Regions from separate parts of the Astyanax mexicanus genome. Here region 2 is linked to region 1. Evidence: chromatin contacts called from public Hi-C data. All regions are on one chromosome and are shown on one strand. The core of a region is the stretch at or near the end of the contact, and the rest is flanking DNA. Distances in the headings are between cores, read along the strand shown. Region 1 overlaps zgc:65895 (TSC22 domain-containing protein). Region 2 holds the start of LOC103040416 (coiled-coil domain-containing protein 122).

Evidence for each region. Hi-C and Micro-C count contacts between places; a contact is called where the count stands out from the background.
Region 2: a contact with region 1 is called in a Hi-C map of muscle, with 19 times the contacts expected there. The contact joins the promoter of LOC103040416 here to the enhancer-like site in region 1. A contact is called at or near these places in 2 of 3 Hi-C or Micro-C datasets (both in muscle).

The regions. Positions count from the first base shown.
Region 1 is chr5:55,629,888-55,637,741 of AstMex3_surface, forward strand. zgc:65895 (TSC22 domain-containing protein) reads left to right here. Exons shown (of 4, transcript XM_007244208.4): 1 at 1-117; 2 at 214-1,522. Among protein-coding and RNA genes, the nearest start is that of zgc:65895, 5.8 kb to the left of the region's middle. Within about 2 kb of position 4,179, the one cell type or tissue checked has an H3K27ac peak away from gene starts, as active enhancers do.
Region 2 is chr5:55,669,029-55,676,882 of AstMex3_surface, forward strand. LOC103040416 (coiled-coil domain-containing protein 122) reads right to left here and starts at 4,829. Exons shown (of 5, transcript XM_015604506.3): 1 at 4,678-4,829; 2 at 4,226-4,334; 3 at 2,760-3,158; 4 at 497-613; 5 at 1-316. The coding sequence starts at 4,709. The coding sequence ends at 179. LOC103042871 (tumor necrosis factor ligand superfamily member 11) reads right to left here. Exons shown (of 5, transcript XM_015604499.3): 5 at 7,662-7,854.

The DNA of each region.
Region 1 (7,854 bases), core at 2,929-5,428:
TGGCTGCCCCACAACCAGTTCAAGGGCTGTCTGGATCCTCTGCCACAGGGGCCAGTGTTGCTCCAGCCAAATCCACCGCTGCCCAGTCTGGTGCTGCTGTGCAGGGTAGACCCCAAGGTAGAGTCCCCTCAGTCCGTGCTGCTGTGGTGGAGGCGAGTGCGACTGGAAGTGGAATAGCTACTGTGAACCAACATGTATCTTCTGTGTCTGCAGGTTCTGTGAGTGGAGCAGCAGGGATTCCAGGAGGTGGGAGCCTCCCTGCTAGTACAACAGGTGCAGTCATGGGAAACGTCATGACTGCTCACGCTACACAGCCTCCTCCACCCACCAACACTACTCCAAATACAGCTACTGCTGCTGCTTCAACAGCCACTGGATCTCGTTTCAGGGTTGTGAAGTTGGACTCCAGCTCGGAGCCGTTCCGAAAGGGAAGATGGACATGCACAGAGTTTTATGAGAAAGAGGCTCCTGTCGCAGCACCTTCCACAGATGCACCACCCACACACAGAGCTGTGGAGAGTGTTGTCCAATCAGAAACTGAAAGCACGAGTGGTGGTTCTTCGAGCAGCACAATGAGTGGTGGAGGAGATCAAGGACCACAGCCTGTCCAGCAGGTCTTTACTCCAGCTGCTATGCCTGTTCCCAGCCAAGGTATTCCTCAGCTTCATACACTTCCCCAGGATCCTGGGACACATGCTGTTGTTCCACCTGCTGTAGCTCCATCTAACAACCCACAAGTTGTTTCAGTCCCAGGTCTGTTGGGAACTACTGATGGTCAACCTCCCCTTGCCAGACCCCAACAGCAGGTTGCTTACAATCTAGAAGGTCAAGTAAGCCAAATGCAGAGTGGCTACACTATAAATCAGCAGGCTGCTTTACCTGTGAACCAGGGTTTACAACCTATAGATTATGCCCAGATTTCACAGGGCATCCAAGCTACAGCTCAGCCTCAGCAGGTATCTGTTCCAACACAGATACCTGGCCTTCCAATTGGGACTCCAGTGGCTGGCTCTGCTATATCTCCAAGGCCCCAAGCTCCAGTTCCATCAATGGTCTTGGCACAAGGAAGCACGATAAGTCAGGCCCAGACACTTCCACCCCACCAAGTACCATCAGAGCAGCAACATCAAGCTGCTGTTGGCCAACAACCACAGCCATCCTCCTCGACTACAGGCCAGACTGCACCCAGTATCCCTTCCTCGACTCTGCAGAGCAATCTTCAGCAAGGCCTTCCTCATTCTCTCCAGCATGGACACCCTGGTGGCCTCGGCCTGTCGTTTCTCCCCTCTGCAGGAGGCCACTATGGTGGAATGGCCCCTCTTACGGCATCCCAGCTTGAAGATGCTGGACGGTTGCTCTTCCAGCACCAGTCTTTGCTGTCTCTCCCCCGGCTCGCTACAGGAGGGGTGGCTGGACTCATTGCACAGACTGCATCAGAGGCAGGTGTCACACTTGGACAAGAGGGCATTGCCAGTGGAGATGCCGGTGCCTTAGCTGCATCAGCTGGCACAGAAGAGGACAGGTAAGAGTCATGATGTCAAATATGATCCAGTGAAGGAATGTTGATGACCTTTTTACATTCTTGCTACACTTGTATACACACCCAGTGTGCTGACTGGCTGCTATTTGACATTAAATATTAGTATGCATATGATTGATGTGCACCATATTCAAAGACCTCACCCTTTCTGGTACACAGCTGAGTGGTCTTTGCAGGAACAGGCTGCCAAGTATGTGCCTTATTCATGCACTCCTATTTAATACTCTCTAGTTTTCTTCTACTCTCTGTTGTCTTTTAAGTGGTCAGTGTCAGGCCAGTTTGCTCTTTCTAAATATAGCACGATTTCCTCACTGAACCTATTCCCCCTCTCTGTGTATATAATTTATTTACTTTCTCTCCCTACTTCCATTCCATTTTTTTATGCTTTCCATTTTTAACTCTTTATGATCATCATTTTTAATCTAGCCATTGCCTTTAAAAGTGCCCTGATTAATATGTTTTCATTTCTGTTGCAAATCACATTATTTCTGGTTTACTGATTTATCAGTTACATGAGCTGCACTAATTGAAAAGAATGTGATCTGTTGACGTTTGCTTTTGAGAGTGATGCCTTTACATATCACAGCACATTTCACATTGAGTGCATTAACCTTTCTTGTCATTGTCATCTAAAATTATTCTTTGATATTCTTTCACACATTTACCTCAGATGATCCCAAAATAGATACACAAATAGTATGCATGAACTAGGAGTGGGCAATATGGTAATATTATATATTTAAAGACATATTCAGAATACACAGCAATTATTGCAATATTCTCATATGCACCTATTCAAGTGCTATTCAAATATTCTCCCATACTTAATACAGTGATTTATTCAGCATATGCTGCACGTTATCCGGTTAAACAATTTAAAGTATACTTTGTGTAATGAAATATTCCATTAGTTAATTTTCTTTAAACACTGATTATGACCACACAATGCGCAGAAAAGTGTATTGTGTTTCATCAATCACAAAATAATATATTTTTTATTGCCCACCTCTAGGAAGAACAATACATTATTACTTGTTTTGTTGCTGAGATGATTGTTTTACCTTAAAGTCCACACATCATATAGCTGCATCATGTTGTATCATTGACATCTGCCGTTCTTTTTAGAAATATTCTACTACTTGTTTTGTAAATCATCCTGGTGTTTATCTCTCGGGTTTAACAGTAACTACTGTAATGTCTGTTAGAGGTTGTTTCTGAAGTAAACTGGAAAACAGTGGCGGAGACTAAAATGAAACCCAACTTCTTTTTTTGTATTGCACTATATAGGGTGGGACTGTTTAGGTTACTAAGTTTATAGCACTAAAAAAAAAAAAAATAATTCAGATCTTTTCTTATTGGCAACACGCATCATCATGAACAAACATGAGAGTGACTAGACCCTGTTTAAAACTCTGTAAACATACAAACTCTGAGTTCTGAATTGGACTTGGTTAAGCATTGTGCTGATTATGGCATAATCTTTGACTGTTATGTTGCTTAGAAATATACACTGACATGGCAAAAGTCACAGGACATGGGACTAGTATTGTGTCCTATGACTTTTGCTACGTCTCACTGTCCCAAATAAAAGTATTTTCATTTAGAGAAATAACAAATTGAAATAACAAAGTGCGTCAAATAATGCAAAGAAACTAGTTCATATTCATAAAGTTTTAAGAGTTCAGAAGTTAATATTTGGTGGAATAACCCTGATTTTTAATCACAGTTTTTTTCATGCATCTTTGCATGTTCCACCATTCTTACACACTGCTTTTGGATAACTTTATGCCACTCGCAGTGTAAAAAAAAATCAAGCAGTTCAGTTTGGTGGTTTGATGGCTTGTGATCATCCATCTTCCTCTTAATTATATTTTAGAGTTTTTTTAATTTGGTAAAACCAAAGAAACTCTTATTTTTTCAGAGCTGTATATGAGCTTATACATGTCTTTTGCTTAGCAACGAGACTTTCAATACCTTTTGGTCCAAATCCAGCTCACTGTTTTTGGCTAGAAATTATGTATGCATTGTGGGAAATCATAGCATCCTTAAAATCACATTTTCGAATTCCACTTTATAATTTGGAAGCTCAGTAAAAAGAGCCCAACATTGTAATTAGTGCTCTAAAACATAAACAAGAATTCACAGTCACAGCCATTGAGTCAGTGTGTTTTGTCACCAAGGCAATATAGCTTCAGCTGTTTCTCTATATGACTCATTAATGTCACTGATGATGTCATAAAGAAACCAAAAACAGCAATGTGGAGGCGTAGGTGTCGGGGGTTTGTTATTATGGTCACTGGTATATCAGTAAGAAGTGATAATACAGACTAATCCAAGTCAAACTCATATAATAATGCCTCTCTTTACTCCCTTCCTTTCAAACCTGGTTCAGCCTGTTTTAGAGGCAGAGGCTCTTAGGAATTGAACACCATTGCTGATTCACAGAGTATGCTGTTTCATTCAGGCTAATGCAAGCGCTAGCGCTGTATCCCTGGATAACCCCTTACACTGTATGTTTAATGATGCTACAACCTTTTCTATTCCGTCTGTTCCAATTTCTGGCACTCCTGAGGCGGCTGAAGCAACAGCAGTGCAGTAAGCTAAAAAAAAATGCTCAGTAAGTGTCCTTCAGCCTCAACCTGCTCGTTCTCTGTCTCAGCCGTTGCTTCGTCATCTAGAACTTAGTCGCCTTGGAAACGCTGAATCATTCCAGGCTTATCACCCAAACAATGCTGGCACCCTACGTGAAGCAGAAAGGGGCTGCAGTGTAGTCAGTGCTGGCCATTTTATGCTACAGTAATGGTTGTACGCTTTATATATGCAATGGAATTGTGTTGTTGTAGAAAATATTAATTATATTATATATATATATATTGCATTTTTCTTTGGTTCTTTGTTTGGAGATTGAGTTAATTTATAAGTGCATACAGCTCTGGAAAAAAAATAGACCACTTAAAAAATTAAAATTAAAAATCTCTGGAATATAATCAAGAGGAAGATGGATGATCACAAGCCATCAAACCAAACTGAACTGCTTGAATTTTTGCACCAGGAGTAAAGCAGCATAAAGTTATCCAAAAGCAGTGTGTAAGACTGGTGGAGGAGAACATGATGCCAAGATGCATGAAAAAAACTGTGATTAAAAACCAGGGTTATTCCACCAAATATTGATTATATTCTGAACTCTTAAAACTTTATGAATATGAACTTGTTTTCTTTGCATTATTTGAGGTCTGAAAGCTCTGCATCTTTTGTTATTTCAGCCATTTCTCAATTTCTGCAAAGAAATGTTGTCTGTAGTTTATAGAACAAAACAACAATTTTCTTTTTACTCAAACATAAACCTATTAATAGCAAAATCAGAGAAAGCTCCCACAGAACAGTTCAGTGGGAGGGCATAATAATCTAGGGAACCTCTGATTGGCTCCACATTTGCCTTACCTTGCTCCTCAAGACCTGGATCAGAAATTGGCTGGTTTTGTCAAATCACCATTGATTAGATAAAATTGATTAATGGTGTTTCAACAATGGAATAGTTGAGATTGGGTGCTATGACAAAAATTACTGAAGCATTTCATCTACCACTTCATGTTTCCCTGCCAAGTAAAGTACACTAGTTTTATCTTTCCATTAAGGAAAGTAAGCCATGACTACGCCACAGTAGTGATGTTGAACAAGGCTGGTGTTTGTGTTTGTGCTAATCCTGCAGTCGCAACAAGGGAGGATGACCTAGCCGACATGAGAACTCTCACTTCTCCATTTCGAATTTAGTTAAAATGCTTTGTTTCACAAGTTGGCATGCTAACTTTCTAACTTTGTGAAATTGTGGTGGGAAGGTGATACCGGACAAACCTGACAACAGCAAATGTTATTTTGTATAATTGTGACAAGTCGCAAATCACTTCCTAGTCCTGATATAGCGACACAGTAAACGGAAAAAGAAGCCATGCATGCAGCATGGCAGTGTGAAAGGGGTCAAAGAGAATGCAATAGCAATGGTTCTAAGGGTGTTTTCACACTTGCACTTGCTATAAGAGTTTGGTACTTTTGGTCAAAACAAGTGTAGAAGTAGTTTCAAGTGGGAGTGGTTCAGAGAACTGATGGCTAGATCTCTTTGCTTCAGGCAAAGCACTAATGCCATGACTTTAGAATCACTGTTTTTCACTTATTGAGTGTTTGTATACAAGGAAAATAATGAAAACTGCACAATAAATCCAGGCTTTAAATGAAATTATTCTGTGTGAAAGCAGACCAGTGTGAAAACGCACTAAAACTCCATATCTGCCATTATTGTCAATTTTGTTAAACAGATGTTAATGTCCAGAACATTGTCCTTTAAATGTGCAAAGGGCTTATATTAAGTGAGGAAATGTGTAATCTGTCGTGTTTGGGCACTTTTGGAGACACAGTATAAATTGAGTATATATTGTGTTGGTGTCTGAAGTACTTTGTGTAGTGCTGCATATTAAAGATTAGCCGTCAATGAACATTTGGATTCAACAGATTTTAAACTTTTTAACTAATCATTGCAGCCTTATTAATAAATGCATTCAGCTGCTTTAAGTTGCACCTATAGCTGACAAATATGTAAAAATTTGAACACGCACAGCTTGGCCAGTCCCTGTTAAAGTATGTGTGATAGAATAAGATAAAATTAGTTTGGTGCAGGTTAACATGAATTTATTGCCACCGTGCCCAATACCAGGCGTGGGATAGAGGTGTATAAATCCCCCAGACTGAGATTGGGGTGGAGATCGGCCAATATCCTGAACAGTTTTGTTGCTTAAGGTAATCAGCCTCTCAATGCAGTGCTCTAAAATCTAATGGAAAGCCTTTCGTGAAAAAATGTAACGCCACAAAAAAGCAGGCTAAACTCTGTTTGTTGTATAATAGTATATGTAGAAGGTTTCATGTTTTCCCCTTTTTGTGCCTCCAGTATGGAGGTGGAGGTGGCAGCCATGTTTTTCCCTGTTCCAGCTCAGGGCTGAGTGGAAAAACCCCAGTGTAGTCACGTGATGAGAAGGAGAGAGAGTGTGAGTGCGAAAGAGGTCTGTGAGAGAATCTGTGAGAGAGAGAGAGAGAGTGAGGGAGAAAGAGAGTGGTGCTGTATGTGAGCATATTTGATTTATTTCTGCTCTAATGGCAAGTTTCTGCTTAAGTTAACCCAGAGCTGTATCAATAACAGTGTAATTATGCTGCCCCATCAATCTTCCACACAGCTCTACTGTACCTAGTGAACCAAGTGAATCTTGACATTAGCACATAGCTATGTTTAGCATTTTAGGATTTTAGCATTCCATTACCTATAGTGTGGTTCATCCACCTAAACTTTTAAAGCTGACATAAAACAACCGAACAGCAGCATATATTTGGCCCAGAGTTCATTGTGGTCATGTCGCCTTTATACATAAAACATGAGCTCTGCATCTCTTTTGATTTAGATGGGTTTATTCTATAGAAAACCCTGCAACAATCATGTTCTTTTATTTGTATTAACATTTACAAATATATTTTTAAATCATATCAGATTCTGTAATAAAGTGAGTTATGCATTTATATTTATACAAAAATAATTTACATTCCAAAAGTTAGGAAAAGATATAAGATAAAATAATTTACATAAGTCAAGCAATAATCAAATTTTTGCTTTGCAGCCATCCAATAATTTATATATGAACATACATCAGCTAATATACAGTAGAATATTTAAATACTTTAATACTTGTTTAATCGTCGCTCTGAAAGCAATATTTCCACATCTTGAAAATACTACTGCAGCACCTAACACCTGCAATAATGTAAGAAACTGCATTGCAACCACCTAGCAACACCCTAGGAGTTGCTAAGCAACAGACGGATGCATGGAATAGCAGCCCCTTGCTGTACTGTAGCACCATTTATGATTTACCTAGCAACACCAGAGCAACCACATAATAGGTGCTAAGCAACACTATAGCAATTTAATAACTTTTTTTCACTTTTTTTATTTAGGAACACCACAGAAACCACTTTTAGAGATCACCAAGCAGTGAGTATCCAATATCATAGCAAGCATGAGGCAACAATATAGCAAGAAGTAAATGGAAATATAGCAGGAAATGCATTTTCTAGCAGTGGACTGCAAATTATGCTTATTTTCCTTCATAGATATGCTTTTATCATGCCTTAATTATGCCCATCATTATCATAAGGCATGATTTATTGGAATTATTTGCTATGTAGCATTTAAGTTGATTATTATTTAACATTTGGCGATGAAATGCCTTGACAATCCTTTGTAAGTACCACTCTTTTCCACTAGCTGGCAGTACAGA
Region 2 (7,854 bases), core at 3,579-6,078, 40 kb after region 1:
TGTTCAAAACACTAACAGTGCACACAGAAAAGGTCATTTGGTCTCAAAAGAACATATTAGAAAAAGTCTTTAAATGGAATTATGGATAATAATATAAATTATTGAAGTTATAAGACAGAAAACATTGCCAACATGTAGTATTCATGTTTGGTTCACTGTTTGATTCTACATGAGATACTTATAACTGGTTCTTCAATTGTTCCACCTCATTCTCCATGTGAAAAATGTCACTGCTTATCTGTCTGTGGCTGGACTGAGCCTTGTTCAGCTGGCAGCGGAGCCTTTTCACAATAGCCTCACATCTTCTGTTGTGAATCTGAGCAGCAAGAAAACATCTATTAATTTCACACCATCAGCCTTGTTATGTATTATTATTTCAATTGTAATGCTTATTATTCCCTTAATAACTTTTTTTAATATTAATATTCTCTAGCAACATTTTTTTCAAGATTTTGCATAATAATTTTCAACATAACGCCAGTATTTAAAGACTTACCTCTATATCTTTTCTCAGTTGTGAATGTACCTCTTTCTCCTTCTCAAGAAGCATCTTTTTTTCTTCCACAAGTTCTTTTAAGGAAAGTATCTTGGCCTTAATGTGATCAGTGTCTCTCTGAAGACAACATAAAAATATCATGTTAGCTTTCAGACCTCGAATAATGCAAAGAAAACTATAATGCAAAGAAAAGTTCATATTCATAATTGATTTGTTTTAAGAGTTTAGAAATGAATATTTGGTGAAATAACCCTGTTTTTTATTTGTATTTTTCATGCATCTTGGCATGTTCTCCTCCACCACTCTTACACACTGCTTTTGGATAACTGTATGCCTTTACTCCTGGTGCAAAAATTTAAGCAGTTCAGCTTGGTGGTTTGATGGCTCGTGATCATCCATCTTCCTCTTGATTATATTCAATTTGTTTTTTTCAATTTGGTAAAAAAAAAATAATAATAATTTTAAGGTGGTCTCTTACTTTTTACAGAGCTGTATAACATGTTATAGTTATGTTTTATTAAGTAGACACTGTATAGTTACTGTATATATAATGATATAACCAAAAGTATTGAGACAATCAATACAAAATATTTAAAACTTTCCAGGTATTTATCTGCACACAGTCTGTATGAACCCTTACTGAAAAGCATGGACAGTAAAACGGCTCTAGAGAAGCTGCAAATGAGCCTGCGTTTACTGTGCCAATGCAATGTGCTGACTAGTGAGGTATAAATCTCCTTGGAAATGGACTGTGGAGCGGTGGAACTGCTTTCTCTGCTGTGATGGAGCACCATCTTTGGAATTGCTTGTCTATGCATACGTTACAATCTAAATTGATTACTGTGAATCACTTTTTACAAGGCTACCTATTCAGGAAATTCACATCCAATAACATGCATGAGCTGTACATGCTGGCTAAATCATTTAAGCCTTTGGATTTTGAGTTTCTCTAAAGGGAATTTGTTTTAAAAACTGGATCATGATCAATATAATTAGGCTTTATTAAAATATAAAACTTTTATACAAAATTTAAAATACACAATGAGATGCAGCATTAATATGCAACGTGACTGACTTAATTAAACAGGGGTCCAGGCAGTTGGTGCCTGTACTCTCACGTGCTGATTCTCTGCTGCAGGGCTGAATGAGCACAGAGCATAACCTTTCCTATGGCTTCTCCACATGAAATGCCTATGGGGCTGGGTGTAGTTTTTTTCAGCATGGTTAGCTAACTATAGCAAATAACCGTTTAGTGGAAGATCTTAATAATAAGTGCTGCGGTAGAACATTGATGCTGGAGGAGAACATTAAAGATGGATAAATCTTGATTATGGTTTTCCCAATGAACCGTTGGACAATTAACCTAAAATTAAGCTTTTTTGCTATACATCCAGACGGTATGTATGGCAGACACCAAACAAGGCACATCCCCATACACAAATCATCCATCCCCGCCGTAAAAGCATGGTGGTGGCAGCATCATGCAATGGGGATGCTTCTTGTTAGCAAGCCCTGGAAGACTTGTGAAGGTAGAGGGTGCTATAAATGCAGAAAAAATATATTAAACTGTGGAAGAACAATCTGATTCTGCCTGTATTTTTCTTGAAGAAGAACATTCTGGAGTGGTCAAGCCCAAACCCCAATCCAATACCTAATAAGTGGCTGAACTAGTAAAGTGGAAAAGAGGAATAGCATATAATTTAATATTTTACAGACACTTATTTTGCTTTGACGTTAAAGAGATTTTGAATAAATTAAAATGTAAAATGTTTTTAACCATTATTTAATTTATGGAAGCAATAAAATGGAAAAAATAGCCTGTCTATATTCCAACTTGTGGACCTGCAGATACTGTAGATCTGCAGATGCTTGCTTTTTGCATTTACACTTCAGAAAGTAACATATGTTCTGTTCTAATTTCTTATATTCTGTTATAATTTAATTCCGTTTTTAATAAAGCAGTCTTTCTTAGTCCACACTTTTTAATAAACATAAACCTTTATAGTGTAAATGCTTAATTTAAACTTAATAGAAATGCACTAACATTACAACAGCCATAAGATTAACACCATAACCTGCCACCACAATTCAGATACAGGATTTTAATCTGTAATAATAGAACTACAAAGAGTTTCTTTATGCTTAATGTAGCTGATAAGATGAAAAATAAGTGTAGAAACAATGTGGTGGTGTTAATTGAATAGCTGATCAGTGGATCCTGTTACATTACGTCATGTTGTTGTCTCAGGAGGACTGTACACACCTGAGCCTGACGAACTGCGTTTCCCTCAGGATTCTGTAAATCCATCCTCAGTTCCTCTCTGGCCTGCTTCAGTCTCTTCACCTCTTTCCTCTTCTCCACCAGCTTCTTATAAATATGTGATTGGCTCTCCATCTCAGACACACGCACTTTGTAATTGTCCATTTGATTGCGGTAAGTGTTGTATTCAGTCAGCAAGGACCGAGATTTCTCCTCTTGTTCTTCGATGGTGTGCTTGAAACTCATATTATCCATTAAGATGGCCTGTATTTGTATTGTCTGGGCAGCGTTGTGGCTACGGATCTCTTCAATCTCACAAGTGATGCTATTGATTTGTCGCTCCTTCAGTTTTATATTATTGGCTACTTCTTCATAACTCTTCACTGTCTCTGTCAGGGTGGCCTGTAGCATTATGAATAAAAAAACTAAGTCAGTTATGTCAGCAGCGGCAAATCCAGTTCCAGAAAATAAAAATTCAGATCAGAATTTGCCAGCATAGTACGACAAGATCATATGACAGGGATCTTAAATCCTGATTTTGGTGCCCTCCTTCCCTGAAAATATATGGCATTCCCATTTCCCAACAAAAAAAAAATAAAAAACAGGAGCGTCCATCACTACCTTTAAAAAACTCCTGAAGACGTAGCTCTTCAAAGATCACCTACTCTCCTAACACCTCTAACTAACTAACTACTCCCTCTGTCCCCCGCAAGTTTTCTCCTCTAGCCCACTATTCCCATTTGGCCTCTTTAATTCCTGCCTAAAAATGTGTTTGCCTTGAACTTCTATGTCTTCTTTTGCTAAATGTACTTATTTATTATTAAATTTGTCTATTTAAAAGACAGTTCATAACATTGTACATGAAATAGACATTATGAATAAACTTTAGTTTATGAATCAGTTTCTCTGATCCTGCTATTTATAGGTTTATGTTTGAATAAAATGAACATTGTTGTTTTATTCTATAAACTACAGACAACATTTCTCCCAAATTATAAATAGAAATATTGTCATTTTAGAGCATTTATTTGACCTCAAATGCAAAGAAAGCAAGTTAATATTTATAAAGTTTTACGAGTTCAGAAATTAATATTTGGTTGAATAACCCTGTTTTTTAATAACATTTTTCATGCATCTTGGCATCATGTTCTCCTCCACTAGTCTTACACACTGCTTTAGGACTGCTCCTGGTGCAAAAACTCAAGCCAGTTCAACTTGGTTTGATGGCTTGTGATCATCCATCTTCATCTTGATTATATTCCAGAGGTTTTCATTTTGTTAAAATCAAAGAAACTCATCATTTTTAAGTGGTCTCTTATTTTTTTTACCAGAGCTGTAAATTGTAAAATGTATTAAAATTCATTAAAATGTAGAAATACATGTCCACATTTTTTTCTTGTCATTTATTTAAAAATACACATCCAAATAAGTGACTATTTTACTGTAATATAATATATAAAGTGTTAAACCTGCAGTGAGTGGAGAACATACTGTTTCTCCTTCAGTACCGCAGCCTGAGACTCCCCCTGCTGGGAGACCGCCTGCAGTGCGCTGGCCAGAGAGTCCTCATTTCCAGCACTGTGGAGAAAATACAGTTTTAAGTGTAAATAAATACACAAATATGGAACTGGAACAGTTTAAAATACAGTATATTATCTCTGCTACTTTCAGACGTTGACTTTGTTAACCCTGCACTGAGATATATCTGCTTAAAGCCATTTACTAACGTTAGCTAGCTAACAACTAACAAACAAACTGAGGTAAAAATGTAACTGTTAGCTAACTTAGCTTAGCATCCATTAAATCAACCCTTTTACAATTAACAATATTTCTAAATATATTTATAAATATTCAACTAGTTATTTTATTTCCTGGAAAGTTTAAAAATGACTAAAAGTCGTATTAAACTGTTTAAAATTACCAGGAAAGCTCTGCGTTGTCTGCGTTGGACATAGCTTAGCTAGTTAACACTTTGCCTTCTGTCAGCTGTGGACACGCGAATGGCTTCACAAAACAGAAATTATTATTATAAAATAATTTTTAAAATATTTTTGTTTGTTCTTTGAGAACATGATAGAACGTTTTAGTAAAGTAAAATTATCACCATTCTATAAATAATTAAAAACTTTTTTTTATTATTCAGGGAAATATTAAGCACTCAAGTGTAGCATATACTAAAGTGAAGTATTATATGTTAAACATGGCAAAAAAAAAAACATTTTAATAGATACAGAAACACAGTAAAGTAAAGATGCAGTTATATCTGACAAGTTAATATATACATCAAAATTAAATTGAGTTGGGGTTTTTTTTTCATTATTTTTTAATGTACTGCATTGTAGATTGATACTAAAGTCAACCAAACTATGACGAAAGACATATGGAATTATTTGGTAAACAAACAAAATGCTTAACAAACCAGAATATGTTTTATATTTAAGTGAGTATATTTATTTGAGTTACTTTTTTTAATTTCTTGCCTCTTAATGTGTTTGAGAGCATCAGTTACAGTAAAGTAGTGAAGAGGTAGAGTTACAGGTATACAGTGAATAGTGAATATTTAAGTAATGTTCTAATCCAGATTATGGCAAGAACTACGTACTCAACAAAGTAAAAAAAAAAAAAAAAACTGTAAGAAAGATTTTAAGAACCATAAAAAATTATTATGATGAAACCGCAAGTTAGCAGCTCCCTAGATAAGAGCCTGGCTAAATACTTATTATTTATTATTTTGATCTGTTTGGCTTGTGTGACTTATTTGTTTATTCATAGTCTGGATTACTTTAGATTTAATTTACAATGTAGGAAAAGATGAATAAACAAATACATTGAATGAGAAGGTGTGTCCAAACGTTTGACTGAATGATATATGCAAAATATGTGTTAAAATATACATTTAACATTTGTAGATACATACATTGCAAATATATAAAATATATATATATTATACACATGGTGTGTTTCCTAGTAATAGTTTTTTTTGTAATTCACCACATTAATTCTAGTTAGGTATTTTCTTGCATGATTTAAATTGGCCTTCACAGTCCTCTAAATGTTAGTGTATCTTAGGAGCCTAGAACATTCTTTATTTTTGTAATTCATCTGAGAGTGTGTAACTAATGAAACTCAGATTCTTGGTGCAGCTTCTAAATTTCCAACAGAATATTCCAGTGTTGCATAATGTCAGAGTATAAATGGTTATTGGTGTAATGCACATAGAAGCTGTATTCTATTTATTACTGCTATAAGATAGTTTCAATTTATCTTGAATTTAGACAATAGGTTAAGCATGAACAGTGCTGGATCAGTGTAATTCTCATGCTGGTTTCCTCTGAACAGAAATCAGTGTACAGTAGAGGAACTGTGTTCCTGAGCTCAGCAGAAAAGGATCAGTCTGGCCCCCGGTGACTGCAGTCATAACAGGATAGAAGGAGCGTGAGTCAGCCGGGTATTCCCCTCATGAATCAGACCGACCACATTAACCTCTGCATGTTATTTGTCTCTTCTAATCATGTTTTTCCTGCTTAACACGTCAGAGCTCCTAATTTGTGTTAGTCTGTATATTCTGGGCGTTTTCTGCTTGCATGTTTTTTGATAAATAGCAAAATACTAGCAAAGCATAGCTGTAGGGTATTTCCCAGTGAATATATATATAAAAAAAAGAAATAAGATATAAGACCAGAGAGCTTAAGCAGTGATGCTGCTTACATCTTACTTAAGCCAAGGTAATTTTATATGTTTTGCCTGGTCAAATAAATTTTGATAATATTTGTTAATATATCCATTCCTGCATTTAAGGCCTGCAACACAAAAAAATTGGGACGAAAATAAATGAGGTTTAAAAAGGTGATTTTTAACCATGATTTGGTGCAAAATGTTGCTGACCAATAAAAAAATATGTATCTTCAAAACAGCAACTTTACTAGAGAGAGAAAAAAACATACCTTTCTATAAAATTCAATGTAAAAACATACAGTGTAAAAGGACTGTTTGTGTGTTTAAATTATGTATTAAACAAAAAATCCACAAAAAAATAAAATACTCGGTTTTCATTGGATAGTGATGAAAAGCAGTATACACAAAATGTTGTGTCTTTGAAGAGCAAATATGGACAGAGGATCTCCACTTTTTCAACAAATGCATAAGAGAATTATGGAAATGTTAGAAAATAGAAAGGGCCCTTAGATGGCACTGTAAAAACACACATAAAACATTAGTCTTGTTTTAATCATGTCCAGAAATGGTGTCAATTTTTTGGGGCTCGGAGACATCTGGGATAGATCATCACAGAGTGGGAAATGAGCATTCTGTTCAGATGAATCAGTATTTTAGATATTTTTTAGGGAAAAAATTATGCTGTGCCTATATGGAACAAAGATGAAACCATCCGGATTGTTATCAGGAAGTTCTGTCTTTGTACGGGGATTTTTCAGTATACACTTCTGTTCTGTGATGGCAGTATCTCCTCAAGACAGCTTTATCAGGGGTGTCCAAATTTTTTTCAACAAGACAATGTAAAACCACATGCTGCATGGAAATAACAAGTGAATTTGGTTTTGAATCTTGTAACAGTGTTTACATACATGAAGCTTAATATTCAACAAAGTAATAATAATCAGCGTTTATTGTAATTATACTCATACACTTTTACAGTGCACCAAAACATGTTTTCCTCACATATCCCAGCTTAGAAAGCCAGGGTCAAAAATACTACAGCGCCGCTGGAGCAGAGAGCGTTGAGTAACTTGCTCAAGGACTTGTTCAACAGTAACGAAAACCACAAAAGCCAGATGTGAGCACAGCCACACATCTGCAGTGACATCACTCCGGTGTGTGAGTGGAGAGCAGAGTTATACTAGTGTAAGGTGTGGTAGTCTCAAATGGAGTTGGGCTGAGAGGAAAGAGAAGAATCTTCAAGTCTTTTAATATGAAATGAAATGGAATAAAAAAACAAGAAGCATAAGACCACAGCGCTACAAACAGACCACACCAAAATAAAAGTCACTAATACAAATTCACAAACAGATCATCGCTAATAAACAAATGAACACGCTGTCAGAACAAAATCCACTAACAAAAATCATGACCACTACAAAAC